Regions from separate parts of the Mus musculus genome. Here region 1 is linked to region 2. The links are chromatin contacts, called in public HiCAR-type maps. All regions are on one chromosome and are shown on one strand. Each heading gives the region's core, a stretch centred on a gene start, on an enhancer-like site or on the middle of the called end of the contact. The rest is flanking DNA. Distances are from core to core; before and after follow the strand shown.

Evidence for each region. HiCAR-type assays count read pairs that join an accessible place to other places.
Region 1: a HiCAR-type map of astrocytes shows a contact between it and region 2, with 2.7 times the contacts expected there. The contact joins the promoter of A730013G03Rik here to the promoter of 1700034H15Rik in region 2. A contact is called at or near these places in 2 of 115 datasets of contacts at active chromatin or transcription factors (astrocytes and a beta-TC-6 cell line).

What each region holds. Positions count from the first base shown.
Region 1 is chr1:192,832,917-192,836,941 of GRCm38.p6, reverse strand. It overlaps A730013G03Rik (RIKEN cDNA A730013G03 gene), which reads left to right and starts at 1,729. Exons shown (of 1, transcript NR_155503.1): 1 at 1,729-3,823.
Region 2 is chr1:191,905,613-191,909,684 of GRCm38.p6, reverse strand. It overlaps 1700034H15Rik (RIKEN cDNA 1700034H15 gene), which reads left to right and starts at 2,158. Exons shown (of 5, transcript NR_030669.1): 1 at 2,158-2,625. It overlaps Slc30a1 (solute carrier family 30 (zinc transporter), member 1), which reads right to left and starts at 2,904. Exons shown (of 2, transcript NM_009579.3): 1 at 2,072-2,904; 2 at 1-834. The coding sequence starts at 2,678.

The DNA.
Region 1 (4,025 bases), core at 480-2,979, 930 kb before region 2:
GTCTCATCCTTTTTTGGGCGTGTCATCTTTAAACTCAGCCCAACTGATGACTTCAGGATAGTGGTATGCCATTCAAAAAATCACATTTCACCTCTTTGTTTCTCAGCTGAATAATTTTCCCTAGGTGAGGCATACCTCTCTTGGGGCTTGATGATTGGTAGGGCTTGAGAGCAAAAAAACAGAGGCCCTGTAACTGGAGGGAACTGGGAAAGCAACCACCGGAGTTTAATGCTGGAGTCTCCAGTGCTACATCACGGTAACCCTGGGACGTCTCAGAATCAAGAGAGATCTCCCGCTGTACCACCAGCCCCAGGAATGAGACTCTAGGAATACCTGCAATTTGTATCCACTGAGAGTCATGGAGGAGCCAGAACACCAGTCAGTCAGTGGCAGGTTTTCCCAGAGAGTCCTAGAGATATGCCTGTCTATCAACAAGCCAAGGAAACGATTCCTCCCAGGAATCGTCCAGCTTGTTGAACCAGTGGGTTTCTTGGAGTAACCTTACAGGCCCATAGGTGGTTCAGGAAGACCTCTGACTAAATGTTGCACCTTGTCAACCTTCTACCTCTTGGCCACTTTGGCACACCTGGAGGCTATGTGCATCTGGGGGCCAAGGGTGACTGGAGTCTCAGATGAGGGTCTGCTGTCTTTTCCTTCCTTGTGTGGCTCCTAAGGGTGACCGAAGCCAGTGATTGAGGATGCCAGATAAAGGAAACTCTTAGCTTGCCCAGGGACACCAGGCTGGCCAGCTCCAAACTCTTGCTTCTCACAGTTTGAAAAACCAACAGCTGAAGGAAAAAAAGATCTATTTTTCCATGGCTATAATTCAAACCAGTAAGAGCCTGCAGGCAGCCTGACCTTCACTGGCTTTAGACAAGATGGCTATACACAATGAGGGTGGCATGGGTCGCTGTTGGAAATTGTCACTGAAGAATCCTAAAGCAACCCCGATCATTTGTCCATGTGAGTGTTTCTTGACATGGAAGTTGTAAGAATTCATTCACAATTCCAGTTATTATTATTATTATTACTACTACTACTACTACTATTTTTTTGTTTTGTTTTGAGACAGGGTTTCTCTGTGTAGCCCTGGCCATCCTAGAACTCACTCTGTGGACCAAGCTGGCCTCGAACTCAGAAATCCGCCTGCCTCTGCCTCCCAAGTGCTGGGATTAAAGGCGTGCGCCATCACTGCCCGGCTTACAACTCCAGTTATTATAGATCTAAGCTTAACTCAGTCATTCTAGTATCGTTTAATCTGTTCTCCCCACCAAGTGTGTAGGGGGAGGGGGGAAGGGTGCGCGCGCGCCTGCACGCGCTCGCACTGCCCATGACTGTTCTCCTATCCTGGAACTACATTCCTGCAGGCAGATTTGCTCCCCAGCTCAATACATTACCCCATCCACTCCCAGCCCATTAGCCCTGCACACCCGGAGCCAGCCAGGCATGTAGCGCTGCTGCTCCCGGCACAAAAGTCCTTCGCCTCTCCGCACCATGCAGGCGGGGACCCTGAGCCTCTTCCTCATGTTTATGCGTAATAAAAAAAAGCCCGCGTTCCCTCTGCAGCTTTATGAAGACAGTCCTTGCAGCTGTGACTGTAACTGGATTTTTTTCTTACCAGCTAAGATTATGGTCCCATAACCCAATTAGTGTCATTTGGTGGTGGTCCAAGTGCCTCTCCTGCCCGGGTTTTAATTTGGGGATCCCCGGAGGCTGCACTCCACATCTGTAGCGGGCCTGCTCCTTCTCTCCCGGTATTTACTCGAGGTTTATGGCGGGATTAGCTGTGTGGTCTGGAAGCGGCTGTCCTCTTTCATCCTCACGGGTCTGGAGCCGCCCAGAAGCCTTTTACTTTCCATCCAGCCCTGGCACCTAGAGGGCAGGCAGTCCCGGCGACTGGAAAGCATCAGAGCTCGCTCCGCAGGCCTCAGAAGCGCGGTTTCGCCGGCATGGGGGGAGGTGCTGCTCGCCCCGCAGCGTTCACTCAGCGGGACTAGCCCGCCCCATCCACATAGGGTGCACGGTCCTCCCCGCCCCCACTCACGGGCTGGCGAGGGCTGGCGGGGCTCCGGGCGCCCATTGTGCAGGCAGCTGGCACCAGCTGGGAAGGGAATTAACATAACAAAGAGCCGGAGCGAGCGCCGCGCGGCCGGGCGGGGGCTCTGCAGAGCGCCCGGGGCTGGAGGAGCGCGCGGTCGCCGGCTGTCGTGCACCGGGGCAGCAGGCCTCGCGAGGCACAGACAGTGGGTGCAGGCGTATGTCGGTGACGCCGTGTGCATGTGCGTGCATGCGGGTGCGCGCCTGCCTGGGACTGCGTCCCCAGGCCTGGGATGCTGATGCCCCTGCCTCAGTTCACCTGCAGAGGTTGGGCACTCACGCGCTCAGCATCCTAGCGTCCAGATTGGCCTTCTTTGAAACCACAGTCCTTTTAACTTTCATCGCCTGTTCTCAGCCGGGTCCACACCTCGGAACTACCAGGGGAACTTTCCCCGGGCCAGGCCTCACTCTATACTCCAGACCTTTTTGGCTTGGCCTAGGCCTCCAACAGTTGACAGAAGCGTCAGCACTGGTTCTATCTGTCCCGGGCTGGACACCCCAGGGCGCGCCCTGACCCCGACCAAGGACCAGAGCGAGAGGCCAGGGCCCTACCGGGAGCCCTCGAGTTTGAGGCTTTAGAGCTTGGCCTTCGTCTCCCCTGGCTCAGAGGGTCAAGGACACATTCCTGCTTAATGCTTCTGTTGCAAGCTTTCGACTGGACAGCCTCACCTCGCTTATTGCTAAAAGCCCATGGGAAGAAAGATGGGAAAGCTCAACTGAACTATAGGCAGACAGATGGATAGACAGATAAAAAACAAATCGCTGTGTTTAGACTACTGCCAGGCCTCCGAGGCCCCTGGAGGTCTCCTGTGGGGACTGTAAAAGGAAGTCAAGGCTCAGCAGGACCCGCAACTCGCAACTCGAAAAGCGGACAGGGCCCAGATACGCTCGGCCCCTTGCGCTCTACCTCGGTGACCCCCTCTTCGCGTGTCCCGGTCCCCTCCAAATCCCATCTTGCCATGGGGTTTGGACAAAAGGGCGAGCCCTCCATAGGCCTCTCGCAGCTGTGGCAGCTGGGTGGTCCCTGGAGGGTGAGAAGCAGGCAGAGGAAGCGCTGTGGCGGGAACCTGGGCTCCAGAACCGATGTGCACCTCAGCGCCTCCGCGGTCACTTGGCTGCACGCTTGCTCCTGGCGGGAGCCAGGCATCGATGAACTCTACTGCAGACTGGCTGAGCGTCTCCCCACAGGGAGGAGAGTGATTGAGATCAGCCGTCCGGCTATGTCATCTCGAAGCTCCGTGTCATCCACAGGGCCGGGTTCTCAGAATGTGTTCCCCATGCCTTCGAACACTTTCAAGGGGGCTTGGGCCCCTGGGGCCACCACCCAGGACCACGTTCCCTCTTTACCGCTGGGATGTAAGCTCTCGGTGGTTAGTGACTCAGCACAGTTCACTACAGTTCAAGTAGCTATCCGATCAAGCAGAGCCCAGAAAAAGCTGGGTGCTAACTTCTGCGGACCTGTTTTACCCATCCTAAGGTGTCTGACAGTCCTGCAAAGGGAAGAAGGTGGCACCACTGGACCTCAGCCTGAGAAGCACCCTGTTCAAGGTCAGCAGGCAGTCAGGTGACCTGGCTGCTTTGCAGGGACTTGGTATTGGCTACTGTTGTTGAGTTCAGAATTCTCACAGGTCCTAACCACTGTGTTTATTCTCAATAAATGGTTTCTTAATAATCGTTTTAATTAGCAAAAAGGCTGTCTTATTAAAGCTAATTAAAGGCAATTTGGGAACCTTATTTTCATACAATCATAAAATTAGAGCAACAAGAGGCTAGAGAGATGGGGAACATCTCCTGCTTCTATGCTGAGGGTTCAGGGAGAAGCTGACTGATGTCCCCAATCCCGAGGCAGGCAGGCCTAAGGGGCAGGGGTGCCCAGCCTATAAACTGAGTCCAAAATTTAGATGTAGCCTTGGACAGTATGGAGGACC
Region 2 (4,072 bases), core at 909-3,408:
CAGCTTTAGTCCTCCTGGCCTTCTTCTCTAGATTCTCACTGAGTTCTAAACAAGAAATGCTAACTGTTGGCGCCTTCTCTGCATCCTTCCCAGAATGCACCTGTGGCCGTGTCCCGCAGCACTGCTTCAGGGCACACTGAGTTCTGCAGGCGAGCTCACACGGGAGCACACTTGACTTAGAGCCGACGCTAGCGAATTCAGGCTGGATGGTGGTAGCGTGGATTCCATGATTATGAAAGACATCTTTAATGGTCTTGGCCACCTGCATGTAGGAAGCGGGGTCCTCACATTTTATGTGGGCAGTGGCGATGATCCTGCTTCCCGCCAGCTGCCAGACATGTAGCTCATGGACTTCCTCAACGCCGTCAACGTCTCGAAGCTCTTTCACCAAGTGTTTGATATCGATTTGCTTAGGGACAGTTTGTAGAAGAATGAGAGCAGACTCCTTGAGCAATGGGTAAGTCGTGTACAGAAGTATACAAACCATTATAATACAAAGGGTTGGGTCTAGGTAGAGCACCCAGCATGGGCCAGCGTCACGCATCGGGGCCTGGGTGCTGTTAATTATCTCTACAGACGATTTGCAGGGATCAGGAAAACACGGGTTCGTACAAAAGTCGTCTTCAGTACAACCCTTCCAGTTAAAGTAAAAGACCAAGGCATTCACGACCACGATCACGGAGCCCAAGGCATCTCCAAGGACGTGCAGAAACACTCCTCGCATATTCAGCTGCCCAGCCCTGTTGTCTTCCGCTTCCAGATTGTCAGACTCCTGGATGAGATTCCCATTTACTTGTACATCCACTGGGTCATCACTTCTCAATTTTTCTGGCTCTACAACAAAACAATACAATTTTCACTAAGCACATTTAAAGTGTCCACAGAAACATCTTGTCTGGCAGTGAGTGAGTTTAAACTTGTTTCATAAAGCTGTGACAATGACAGTGTGCTGAGAGCAACCCACAGTGAGCTAGCCCTGGGTCCCGCCAGTACCCAACAGCGGAGAGTCCACTGTGTCACTGGGCTACTGCTCCTTGTTCCTTCCCACCTCTCACCTGCCCTCACTGCTGGGATGGGGTCGTGTAAACACTGCGTCACCTCTCTGAAACATACAAGAGAAACAAAACTCTAGGCAATCAGTAAGCATCACTGAAGGGATGTCCTCTGACAGGAACAAACCTGATGTGAGGGTCTCTGTCAGTGGCACTAGACAGACTGAGAAAAGCAGCTCTAACGTAAAATCATCGTCAAGAACATAAAACATAGCGTCTTTGTAGAAGGGTTCACAAACTGACAAATCAACAACCTGGGTCTATTGCTGGGGGTGCAGGCCTTGACCCCAGAGAGACATGCAGGAGGTAATCTGTGAGTTTGAGGCCGGCCTGTCCTACAGAGTGAGTTCCAGGACAGCCAGGGCTATCCTGAGAAACCCGTCTAGAGGAACCAAAAACAAACCAACAAAACAACCTGAAGCTATCAACAAAGTTGGAAGTCAACAATCACTAAGTAACCTGAAAGTTCCCGTCAGAGGGCACACCTGAGGAGCTTCTCTTTCTCCTTTCCCACGCACCACCTGAACTTCCAAACATGTTCCTATGCATTGGAGAAGGTAAGCTGCCTCCGTAAGTAACCTAACCAGATACAAGTGGCAAGAAAAACTGGAAGATACACACAATGTTAACATCGAGGGTGGTAGGTTCTTTCTCATTTCTTTTCAACACTTACCTTCCAAATTACCATCAAGCACACGTGCTCAAGATGAAAAACGCTCGTTAAAACCACGAGAGTAATACATCACCACTGGGTCGAGCACCATTATGCCAACCCGAGGAGGTGAGGGTGCAACGTGCCTTGGCAGGTCCCTAAACAGTGATTTTCCGGATTAGGTGGTCGGTTCAGGGAAACACACACTCCCGTTCACAAAGGCCGCCTTTAACCAGGGCCCACACACCCCCAGCACATCATTATCAAACTTGTTCAGTGGGCACGAAACCACCGCGCACCTGGGCGCGGGGCGTGGCACCCACCGCGGTCGCCAGGGGGCGCCTGTCCCGAACACTGTGGCGCTCACCTGCCTGGTCCGCCTTCAGCCCGTTGGAATTGCTGGTGTTGGCCACCAGCGTGTTGGTCTCCTCCTGGTCCGGCGCCCGGCCCGGCGGCGCGCCCGCCTCGACCCCCGCGCGGCCCGCCTTGCGCGCGCCCTTGGCGAGGTGGCCGTGGCCGTGGCCGTGCGAGTGGCCGTGGCCCGCGCCCTGGCCCTCGCCGCTGTGATGGTGGAACAGACAGAGCCCCAGCACGTTGACCAGCAGCCCCGCCACGCCGACGCTCAGCACCACGAGCGGCTGCTGCATCTCATGCGGCTCGATGAAGCGCTCGACGGCTTCCAGCAGGATGGCGAAGCACAGCCCCGTGAGGAAGATGGCGTTCACCAGTGCGCCCATCACCTCAGCGCGGATCCAGCCGAACGTGTTCTTCTGCGTGGCGTGAGTCCTCCGGGCGAAGCGCTCGGCCACCAGCGCCACTACGAGCGCCAGCACGTCCGACAGCATGTGGAAGGAGTCGGACAGCATGGCGAGCGACGCGGTCACCCGGCTCACCACCACCTCCAGCACCATGAACATGAAGGTCAGCAGCAGCATGCACAGCAGCCGGCCGCGGTTGCGGCCCCAGCAGCCCATGGCGGCGGCCTGAGGCTCGGCGCTGACGCGGGAACGGGAGCGGCGCTGTGGGGAAACCGCCGGCCGCGCAGCTACTCAAGCGCCGGCGCTCGGCTGGGCTGGCGAGGCGGAGGGCGCGGCGGGCCACTGCGTGCCGAGGGGCTGCCGAGCATCGGACCGAAGCGCTCGGGAGACGGCGTCCGCGGCGACTGCGCTCGGCCCGGAGGCGTCCGCCGTCTTCGCCCCCCCTCCTTTGCAGACGGTTTACAAAAAAACTTTGCTTTGCACTCGGAACCCCCGTTTTCACACGGACCCGAGCGTGACAAGGCCCCGGTGCCCCGCCCCCCAGGCCCGGCTCGCCTCCCCATTGGCCAGAGCTGCCTCACGACAGCCCCGGCGTCCCGCCCTTCCTCGGCCTCTATTGGCTAGCGCGGCGGAGGGGCGGGAGGGGGCGGGGCGCGGCCGCGGGAGCTGGGGGCGGGGCCTGTGCACTGGGGAGCCGGGCGTGGGCCGGGGGCCGCGGCCGGGTGCAGCGGCGGGCGGTACGGGGGAGGGTGGGCGCGGGCCGCGTGCAGCGGTGGGCAGGCGGCAGGGCGGTGGCGCCGAGCCCTGGGGCGCAGTGAGCAGTTGCCGCTTCCCGCGGTGCGGGTTCCGGGCCGCGGTTCCCCTTTGCCGGCCCGGCCGCCCCAGACTTTGATCCTGGGAGCTGGGTGCACGTGGGGGCGGCTGGGTGACAGGTCGGCGCCCAGGAGGGGCGGGGAGTGTGGGCTGTGCGGACGGCGGCGGGGGCGCGGCCGCGGCCGAGTGAGGAGCTGAGTTAGGAACTGGTTGCTAGCAGCACAACCTTAGCCTCAGGAACACTTTCCATCCAGGGGTCACCCGCACGGCCACCCCCCACCCCTCCCCAGGGCAACCGTGTGAAGTCAGCTTGTCGCTGACACTCTTAAAGTGTGGAGTGCTGACTTGGGGCGGGAGCCTGCTGCGTGACTTGGGCAAGTCACCTAATCTCGCTACACCTGTTTCTTCATCAATACAGGGAAGGGTTGGGCAAGTGGAACTCTTCTGCTTCCTTCTAGCTAAAATTCCAAGGCTCTGTGATTTCACACTATTTATAGGTTTTTAAACCTCCGAACCCTTGTGTGGGCTGTTTGGAGGGGGAGGGGCGACCAGAATACAAAAGAAGATGGTGGGGAGGCACGAGGAACCAAACACCCTTGCTGAGTTGGCTAAAACTCTATGGAGTTCGTCCTCCAAGCGAGAACAGTGGATGTGTGCACATCTATGTGGGTAAAGCCCCCCACACCCCAATGGAGGCTATAATCATCAGAGAGGCCTCTGTTGAGTCGCCAAACCTGCCTTTCGAAGGACCCTCTGGGTACCAGCTATTGCATTGAGATATTCATGGCCCACTGTGT